Regions from separate parts of the Sus scrofa genome. Here region 1 is linked to region 2. The links are chromatin contacts, called in public Hi-C maps. All regions are on one chromosome and are shown on one strand. The core of a region is the stretch at or near the end of the contact, and the rest is flanking DNA. Distances in the headings are between cores, read along the strand shown.

Region 1 (5,046 bases), core at 576-3,075, 560 kb before region 2:
TCAAACCCTAAACCTTAGATATGCATTTGAGCACAAATAATCTAATTTTGGAGAGCCAAAGGGCAAGGAAGGCTAACAAAAAGCTGACTTTTTCAAATGAAGCATCATTGTGCTTGTGTAGCCACACAAACAGTCCCAAATGGCATCCTGTTCCAAAAGAGTCCAGATGCTTTTTTAGATGTAAAATGAGTTGGTGGCTGGCTGTTCCAAGTGCCTGTGTGCAGAATTTTCCTCTGGAAGGGACAACCATGGAAAGGCTGAGCCATGGTGCCCCAGCATTGCCCTTTGGAAGCTGAAATGTCACTGGCCACACACACAAAAAGAGAAAGATCCCTTTACCTTTTGCATAATCTAGGCCTGTGGTTTAGAAGAGAAATTATTTATTTAGATCTCTCCTGCCTCTCAATTTTGCATTAAGCAAATTCAATCTATTTAATGAAGATTTGGTAAGAACATCCTTGGGTCTGGGTTGTGTTATGGACACAGTAACAGATAATACCTTGGCCCTTGAGGGTCTCATGGTCTGGAAGGAGGGAGTTAAGTCAACATGATGTCCAGAGATCAGTCCCATCCCATGGGTAGTCTGGGTGGAGAGTGGAGGTTGTGTCAAGACTTTGGGGAAACCATAGGTGGCAGACCTAAGGGGGAAGTGATCATAGCTGGGGCTTAAAGGATATGGATGCACTAACCTGGCAGGCAGGGAGAAGCATGGGTCCAGGTAAAAAGAATACTCTTAGCAAGGCACAAAACCATGACAAAGTCCTGAGTGCTGATGGAGCAGATGTAGGGTATACAGAGAAGATGGTGGGCAGGGTAGCAAAGTCAAGGATCCCTGATTTGGGTGGTGGTGGAGGGCAGGCATGCCACACTCAGAGATTTGGATAATACCCCCTTGTCATGCAAAACCACAGGGTGTTTCATCAGCAGGGAAGGGACCCAACCCAAATGTAGATAGGAGCATGATGGCTATGGAAACTGGGTGTCAGATTATTTGATGGACAAGCCTTGTCATGAGAAGACAGGAACTCATCTGGGAGATGATTCCAGTTACCCAGGCAGAAATGATGAGCTCCCACTGAGGAGTGCAGGGGGTAAGCGGGATAGGCTGGGTCTGAGGAAGGAACACAGGCAGGATCGACAATGTCAGAGGCTGGGTAAGGAAGGAGCCCGTGAATTTGTGTTAACACAGAAAAACTGAAGTTCTGAGGGCGCCTGGGCTTCTCTAACAATGTCATTGCTCCTTTGCCGTGGCCATTACTGCTGTCCTTGGATACCTGCGTCAGGGCCTCTTCCCTGAAAGTCTGAATCCCTCCCTCTGCCTTTGCAAGCAGATCCCCTGGTACTAAGCAAATCAGAGCCTGCATGGTACTTTTCCTCTGACTTCAGTTTTGGAGTTCTTCCACCATGGACTTTCACATCCTGCACAGAACACTCTGGCCCTCAGACTCAGCCTTACACCATTTGGTGAGACCTTTGGTGAAAATTCAAGGTCTGGGCTGATGACACAATATTTTTTTTCTGGTCTGTTCATCCTTGGCACCGTTCGGGACTAGCATATTGGAACAGGCGTTTCCACCCTCCTCAACCACGTGGGTGCTCTGTGACACTGAAGCAAATCAGATCACCCATCCCCTGGATCTCATCCTGAGAGTCTCCATACGTGGGCGAAAATAGACTCGCGTGCATCCCTGAGAATACATGCAAATCACAAAGCTCACATACATGCAAATTGCTTTTTAAAAACGAAGACCGTGAAACCCAAAGCTATAAAAGTACATGAATCATCAACCCAGACATCTTCCCTCCAGGCATGCATGACACCCTGCTCCTTCCCGGATGCTCTTCTTTCACAAATTATGGAGGCTGCTGACATCCTTCTGGGGAAAGGATTATCTGATTCCACAGGCAGTTAAGAATAACATGTAAATGTCATTTAGCTGAGCGATTTCTACATGGATCAAAAGAAACACTTGAGTTACTAACGATGATCGCCAAACCCTTTATTTCAATAAAATCACAGCAAACCCACAAAACTCTCCCAACTGAATTAGCACCAGTGTGGTGTGGGAGTCATTCAGACATTCCTTCCAGGTTAGTAGACTATTTGCAATTCAGCTTTAAAAAAAAAAAAAAAAAAAAAAAACTGATGTGCATGTTATATAACCAGCACCAGCCACAGGGGAAGCTAGAATCCAAGGCTTCTCAAAATTTTCCACTGAGTACTCAAAGCCAACGGGAGAGTGCAAATGAATATTCCCTTGCTTTATGGTGACAGTTTTATGGCTAAGACGGCCCTTCCTAGTAAATACCAGACTGAGAGGTGTATCACATAGGGGTTAAGTTCATGGGCTCTGCAGGTTGGCGCTCTTGTGTTTGGATTCTGCTACCTTTAGGGGCTGTGTGGCTTGGGCAGTTTCCTTTGCCTCTCAGTTTAAATTCTTGTCTGCTTCAGTGATTTTTGTGTCTTCTTCATGGAGATGCTCTGAGAAATGAATTAATGTACGTTAAGCACTTAGCACAGTCTGGGGCATAAAGGCTTAATAAATATACGCTATCATTTACAAACCAAATTGTAAATTCCATAATTTCATTTTAATTCAAGCAATTTTATATTTTACTCTAGACCTGTCTTTATTGTTTTAAGAAAAGAATGTTTCCCCTCAAATTTCAGTGGAATTGGCCCTTCCAGCAGAGGTACCATGTTTGGGCTTGGCTTTGCATAAACCTTGGTATACTGCTCCAGATGCAAGAGGTTTGAGAAACAGTCATCCTGAAGAGATCACAGTGATGCCTTATTAAAACCTTGAGGGTTTATTGTTATTTGTTTTCTGGATAACTGAGTGAAAAACCCATCCTTATAGATAAAGTTCCCATGGAATGAATTACCTGATACCTAAGGTCTTTAAAAAAATTTTTTTTTTTTTAGGGCTGCACCTGCTAAATATGAAAGTTCCTGAGCCAGGGGTCAAATCAGATCTGCAGCTGCCAGCCTATGCCACAGCCACAGAAACTTGGGATCAGAGCCATATCTGCAAATTACGCTGCAACTTGTGGCAACACTGAATCATTCAACCCACTGAACAAGGCCAGGGATTGAACCTATGTCTCAGAGACACTGTGTCAGATTCTTTTTTTTTTTTTTTTTGTCTTTTTGTCTTTTTTGTTGTTGTTGTTGTTGTTGTTGTTGTTGCTATCTCTTGGGCCGCTTCCGCGGCATATGGAGGTTCCCAGGCTACGGGTTGAATCGGAGCTGTAGCCACTGGCCTACGCCAGAGCCACAGCAACGCGGGATCCGAGCCGCGTCTGCAACCTACACCACAGCTCACGGCAACGCCGGATCGTTAACCCACTGAGCAAGGGCAGGGACCGAACCCGCGACCTCATGGTTCCTAGTCGGATTCGTTAACCACTGCGCCACGACGGGAACTCCCAGATTCTTAACCCGCTGAGCCACAGTGGGAACTCTGGAACGAATTACTTAATGTCTCGATTTAATGGGTAAGATCTAGGAGAAGAGTCATGTTGACATCTGCTCAGGGCTTGGTTGTTTCTAAAGAACTCCACTTGCATCTCTTCCTTCACCAACAGCCTCCTGCAGGACTCCTAGTCCACACTATGGAAAACAAGGGACATTGCGTGGATCTGGAGATGAAGAAGGTGACAGAGATTGTGATGAGTGTAGCTTGTGCTGTTGAAGGATGTCTGGGCTCAGAGTCAGGATATCTGACTTCGAGAGGCCTGGTGCTCTCTCGCTACTCACTCTGTAGTTTTAAATAAGCCTATTCTCTTCTTTGAATAGGTGTGTACATAGAAGGCATGGGGGCCAATCTGGATAACCTCTCATGTCTCTTCAACCTCCAAAATTTCCACTACCTGCACACGTCCCAGAACTTCTCTGATTAATACAAGTTAACTCCTTTTCTTTCAGAAAATATAAAATGTAAATACATTTTCAGAGTAGTGGTTTATCTCCAAATTAGACATTATTTTTTCCCCAATATATAGACTTGTTTGAACTCTTCTGAGAATTCTTTCCTGGGGGGGAAAAAAAAAGACTATATCACAGACCCATACAGTATTTCATCTAAATCTCAGTATCATTTATCTCATCTTAAAAGTGCCAAACTGAAGGATGGAGGAGTTTTATAATATTCAATGTGGCACACATACACAGTGGTTAATTTCTGATTCAAACTCAGGTGCATTTGAATCCAGAACTTGTACCCCTGGCTAATTCTTTATAAATCTGATTGAAAGAGGCATGACTGCCTTGCATGTGGGCTTTCTGGGCCTGGGATGGGTCTACTTATTTCTGCTAGGTTTTACTTTTAAGAAGCCACTTGATGTTATACAATCAGTAAACATGCCTGGTCTCTGTAAATCCATCTGGATCTGGACCTGAACTTTCCCCCCAATCACTGGCCATGCTCTCTGGCTACTTAGAAGAAAAGTTCACAGCCTGACTGTGTGTTTTCACACCAGTGACCCTATCACATGAGCATGGTTTCTTAAGTGAAAGGCACGTGGTAGGTTCATGGTAGCAAATGCTTCTTATTGAAATACATGAAATCAGAAGCCTCTGAGACATTTCAATGTTCCTATTGCAATTCTAAACACAAATTTAATTAGTTTGTATTCAAGGAACAATGTCATTTTTTATGAAGAAGTCTAAAAATAAACAGTAAAATGATCTTTTTTTTCTGAATCAGGAGGAAACCAAACAAAACATTGACCACAATCACATTGCTTCAGGGCCAGCGTCATTTCAACATCTATTTGGTATTTTTTTTGGTTCTGGTGACTCTGTGGCTGCAAACTGACAGCGGTGAATATGGACAGCAGGAAGGATGAAGGGTTTAGAATACAGCTGAGTTTAGAGCCTTTATTCTGGAAACATCAGGGCCAAGACCTTAAATCAAACCTGAGTCCTTTCCATGGCAGATTTGGAGGAATTAAAAAAAAAAAAAGGTACAGATTTTGACTCAAGGAAAGGGGGTTTATAGAAAACCCAACATTTTTTCTTGAAATCAAATTTCTCTTACAAGA
Region 2 (5,444 bases), core at 736-3,235:
GATCCTTAACCCACTGAACGAGGCCAGGGTTTGAACCCGTATCCTCATGGATCCTAGTCGGGTTCGTTAACCACTGAGCCACAAAGGGAACTCCCTGGGAAGCTTCTTTTATCACAGGGTTTCTGCCTAACACAAAAAAGTTGTTCCCCTGTCTCCTCTGAATCATATAGAAAATAGGACGTATTCCCTCACATTGCTATCTTTCTTACCTTTTAAATTATTATTTATTTACTTTTTATTTGAGTATATTCAATTGACACTGTTGTACCGAGTTCTGACATACAGCAAAATGATTCAGTCATGTATGTGTATACATACATATGATGGGCTCTGAGCTGATCTATATATGTGCATAAAAAGTACTCATTTCCATCATGGTCTATCCCAGGAGATTGGGTATAGTTCCCTATGCTATATAATCAGGGCCTCACTATCTCTCCATTCTCAGTGTATGAGTCTGCATCTATTAACCCCAAGCTCCCAGTCCATCCTGCTCCCTCCCCCTTAACCCCAAGCTCCCAGTCCATCCCGTTCCCTCCCCCTTGGCAACCACACATTTGTTCTCTATTGCATCTTCCTCCTAAGCTTCCCAGCCATCCAGACAAGATTAAAGAAACCCAGGAAGAGCAGTCACTCCCTGAACATAAGCCATAGAGCAGCATAAAGAGTGGAAAGAGGGCTGCGCCGATAGGAATCCAAGGCCTGTACTGGAGTCCAGGCCAAGCGCTGGACTGGACGGTTTGGCCGGTGCGCTTCAGCTGTTCTACCTCTAAGATGTTCACAGGGCATTCCTCAAGAGCAAAAACAGTAGTGCCCTCCCTCTGTGTCCCCAGGCACAGTGCAAGCACTCAGTAAATAATTGTGTTTTACAGCTGACTCTCCTGATCATGGATTTGGTGATGTTTGAATGAGATAAGATTATTCATAATGCTTTTAATAAAATCATCATATGTGTATTCTATGAGTTAGTACCCCATTAAACTCGGTCCTTAAAAACACAGATTCCATGGGGGATACCCGTGGGATCAGTTGTATGTTCCAACCTAGCTCTCCTCTTTCCATAGGGTTCCTTAAACCAAACCAACAAGCTCTGGCTGCATGGTAGGTCTCAGGGCTGGGCGTCACATCCTCCAAGATTTAGAGCGCCTAGCTGGAGAGTAAACCAGTACCCTGTAGGCTAGATAGTCCTTCTCTATCTGACAAGGTTTTCTGTCCTCTTTGGTGGGCTCTGCAGCTCTGAGACAGCCACTCAGTGATGAAGGAGGAAGTCTGATATGTTCCTCCTGCCCTCAGCATCCACATGGCATGTAGGTTCCCAACTGCATTGCCCTCACAATCTACAAAACGAAAATAAAACATAAGCTTGACTCTCAGTAATTGGTGAGACAGCTATGCACTCAAGAATAAAACTATAAATTTAATAGTAAGAAAACATCTATAATGACTGAGATAGAATAGATGTGCCATGTGTTTAGAAGCAGGGGGTGTTCAAGGCCCGGAGTTGGCAGAAAATGCTTCCTGGATGCAGAGATACTTAACGTGGATCTTGAAAGAGGCTTTGTATGAGGAATGAGACTTGAAAGTAACTCTGGACCTCGGGCCTTGGGCAAGAAAAATAGCATACATTCATGTGTAATGCAGGCAGGATGAGTGTGGGGGCCAGGGGTGATTATGCAAAGAGAGAGCTGAAGATGAGAAAAGGCAGGTCAAGTAGGATCAGAATGTGGTGCTGCTTTTTTGTTGGTGACAGGAAGTCCATGATTGATGGCTTTTAAGCAGAGGAATGACATGGTCAGACTAGCGTTTTAGAAAAAAAATATTATTCTGGTAACAGTGTTTGGAAAAGGGATTGCACAAGCAGAGTAGAAATGGGAAATGAACCCTGTTGGGGTGTGTTACCCACCTAAGCTCTGGACTATGCCTTCCTGGACCAAAACATCCTCGGGGGTCAACATGGTCAGGTCAAGGAACATGGGCAAAACATCCTGCTCCCATTACACAACAGCTGCTTGGGGATCCACGGGATGAGTCACTCGTTACTGGAAGGAGTCTCAGTGGTGATGTTTAGGAAAAGCCTTTGCACACAATCTGTTTAAAGAGTGCAAAGGGCAAAAGACTTGGAATAATAATGACTGTCTGTGAAGCTGTCCCAAAAAAGTGATTAGTGGGTCTGGGTAGAAGTGCTGCTAAGTCCTGAATGAGCTGCTTGGATCAAATGATCCTTTGCCAGACCAAACTGATGGACAGGTGCATTCAGTGGGGCCTGGAGTACGTGCGTTTCTCTGCAACCCTTTGGCAGGTACAGAAACACAGCTTGTGCTCTTCCCTTTCTGTTTCCCATGCATGACTTTGGCTCCAGGTATCTTGTGAATGAAGAAAGTGGGTCAAGCAAAGGGTATATTGCTGCAATCTGTTAAAGAAAACCAAATCCTAATGCCAAGATCAGAGGAAAATTCTCCTGGGGAGTGAGCCAATGTCACTGTCTTTGCTTGGAGAAATGTGGCCAATAATTATATTTGAACTGTGAAATAGAACGTTTTTCCCTCCTCCAGCTGGCAGAGGGATCTGGACCACATCTGTTAAATATTTATCAGTAGCAGATACCAGTTTATCTTAGTTTTACATTCATGCACTGATCATCAGGGTTTTTATCTCATTAAGCTAGAAAACTGCGGGTGGGACCTGATTTCTCTTACAGAGACTGGTGTAAGTTGTAAACCAGAGTCAAAGACAGAGTGACCCCGGAGCAGATAAAACTGTGCACACAGATGCTTTGCCCCCAGCTGCCATATAAACATGTGTTTTTTTCTCTAGCAACTGGGGTCTGAATTGAACGTTTGTAATCTTAGCTAACTCCCAACATTTTGCAAAGGTGACTTAAACGTAAAACTTTTCCTAGGATGTGTTACGCTTCATGATATAGGTGCATGGTATTTATAACTCTTCAGCGTCATTGCTTTGGATGAGAGAAATTTGGTGGTGAGCCAAGCTCAGTGAGTTCAGCCTCATGCCCAAATTTTCTGATTTTTTTCCCCTTCAAACATTAAATATAACTGGTATGGCTTTAAACTTGATTATCTGAAACTACCATATTTAGCTAACTGGTTACTCTTCCAAAACTCCACCTACTTGATTTCTGGCAAGAGTGTAACATGCAAAAGGAACAACAGTATTTTTCCAATCTGTCCATTTAAATGATTCAGCTCATTAACTTTTCTTTCTGCCAACATTTTTCCCAACTGGAAGAATTATCTAACATGGATATGCTGAGACATGATGGCAAAGGGGAGAGCATTGTATCATGAAGTAAAAGAGCAAAATTCATGTTGCAGCTCTGCTAAAGGCAGCCATTTATCCCATCTGAGCCTTAAGTCCCCCTTCTGTAAAACTGGGACAATTACATCTGCCCTGGAGACTCTCAAGCTGCGAGGAAGACAAAATAATAACGACAGCAATGGTGGCGATCCTGATAACACAATAACATCTGATGGACACTTATTCTATTACAGGACTGTGCTACAGACCCTGCAAACATTCATCACGCTGTGCTCTGCAGAAACGTACGAGGAAGGCAGCAAAAGAGCCTGAACACGTTTCCGTACATGGAAAAGAGCTGCCAGGTCCAGAAGCTGGACGCATTCAACAGCTGCAACGTGCGAATGTTTTGCGAACTCTCCAAACAGACTGTTATAAGAATACAGTAATACACATAGGAATCCTTCCATAGCTCTTCATTTTACGTTATGTATCTGTTCATACCAGTGCGAAACACCAACTATGGATCAAGTGCCTGTGTAATCCAGGTTCTCGAGAGAATGAAGGCAACTAGGGTTCAGGGATGCAGCAGTCAAGTCTGGTTTCCTTCTAAGCAAGGACAACATTGTGCGCAAGGAACTTTAGGCACATCGCATTGATTTTGTTTGTGAATGAACACAAGGGCACGCGGAAGAGGTTAAAGTGTGGGACTGCTAGTCTCTGTGTGCCCTGGAAAACTCGACTACATCTGTGCAATGGGCAGTGACGGTTCTCACTTTGCTGGATTGTTAGGAAGATCAGCACTTGTGTACAGCAAGGGGGACTGGCTCCATCACACAGATGTGGCAACAGACTCAGAGACATGGCTTAGCTCCCAGACTCAGCGGTAGGACCAGGATTCTCTCGCAGAGCTCCCCAAATCGGGTTCATTTCTCCCACTTGCGGCATGCTGTGCCGGGAGGAGTCTGATCCCCTCACCCCCCAGGAAGCCGGTCCCCTCTCTGCCTCTCTACAGCCTTCACCTGCAATCCCAGTTCCCCACGAGAAGAGCGAGCCCCGCCATCAGAAGGAGCACGGCCAGATAACGTTGCCGACCACATTCTCAGTGTGACGCCGACATTTTCTCCTCCTCCTCGTGGTGACCAAACTCCGCGTACATCCTAGACCCCCATTCACCTGTCATCGCCACGCGTTTGCTCCTCCGCTTCCCTGGACCTTGGCGTCCCTCCTCCCCAGCTCCCAGATGACACCTCTGGAGACCCAATGACCTTTCCTTTCTTCAGAACTTCTCCCAAACACGCTTTTCCTCCACCAACAGCTCCCTGGGCTCAACAACCAGGTTTAATCACCACATCCTTTGAATTTTAACAGCATTTGTCTCTCCCTCTTTTATACACTTACTACGTGTTGCTTCCATCTGAGGCCTCGATTGAACTGACACCTTACCAGCATTTTAGACGACAAGCTCCTTAAAAGCTGAGGTTATTTTTTATATCTTTCTGTTGGCCACTTCTGCGGACTCTTCCACACCTGTCTCTGAAACTCCTAAAGGTTTATCATATCATTACTTTTCCAGATTATGATATGTTCTGATAGGCTCCTAAAAGGATGAATAACCTTTTTTTATTCTATGAATCTTTTTTTTTAACCTTTATTGAGGTATATTTGACAGACAAAATTATATTCGAGGTTTACAATGTGATGCTGTGATTCCCATCAAGCTGATCACCACCCCATCTGCTCTCATAGGCATCTCTTTTAATTTTATTATAAGGACAACATAGAGTATACTCCCTTAGGGAATTTCAGTTGTACAACTAAGTCACTGTGTTTTACATGAGATCTTCAGACCTTACCCATCTTGTATGCGAAAGTTGGGACCTTTTTGCCAGCCCCTCCTATTATTTCCACACCCCCCACCAGCCCCCGGAAACCACCATTTTATTCTATGAGTTCGACTTTTTAACAAAAAAATCAGATTGCACATATAAGTGAGATCATATAGTATTTGTTTTTCTCTGTCTGGCTTATTTCACTTAACCTAATGCCCACTTTGTCACAAATGGTAAGGTTTTCTTCTATTTTCAGGATGAATACTAAAATGGTATAAAGTAGCATATATGTATGTATATATATATATCTTTTTTAATGGAGAAAGACTGATATCTATTTCAGATAATATTTTGATA

What was found. A called contact is a pair of places that touch in the nucleus more often than the background predicts.
Region 1: a contact with region 2 is called in a Hi-C map of embryonic fibroblasts, with 2.7 times the contacts expected there. The contact joins two enhancer-like sites. A contact is called at or near these places in 2 of 47 Hi-C or Micro-C datasets (embryonic fibroblasts and heart right ventricle) and 1 of 2 datasets of contacts at active chromatin or transcription factors (skeletal muscle).

What each region holds. Positions count from the first base shown.
Region 1 is chr3:124,516,675-124,521,720 of Sscrofa11.1, reverse strand. No RefSeq gene overlaps it. Among named protein-coding and RNA genes, the nearest start is that of TRIB2, 320 kb to the right of the region's middle. Within about 2 kb of position 1,825, at least 7 of the 83 cell types and tissues checked have an H3K27ac peak or open chromatin away from gene starts, as enhancers often do. A contact at or near this core is called in embryonic fibroblasts, where this site is marked.
Region 2 is chr3:123,951,997-123,957,440 of Sscrofa11.1, reverse strand. No RefSeq gene overlaps it. Among named protein-coding and RNA genes, the nearest start is that of TRIB2, 240 kb to the left of the region's middle. Within about 2 kb of position 1,985, at least 13 of the 83 cell types and tissues checked have an H3K27ac peak or open chromatin away from gene starts, as enhancers often do. A contact at or near this core is called in embryonic fibroblasts, where this site is marked.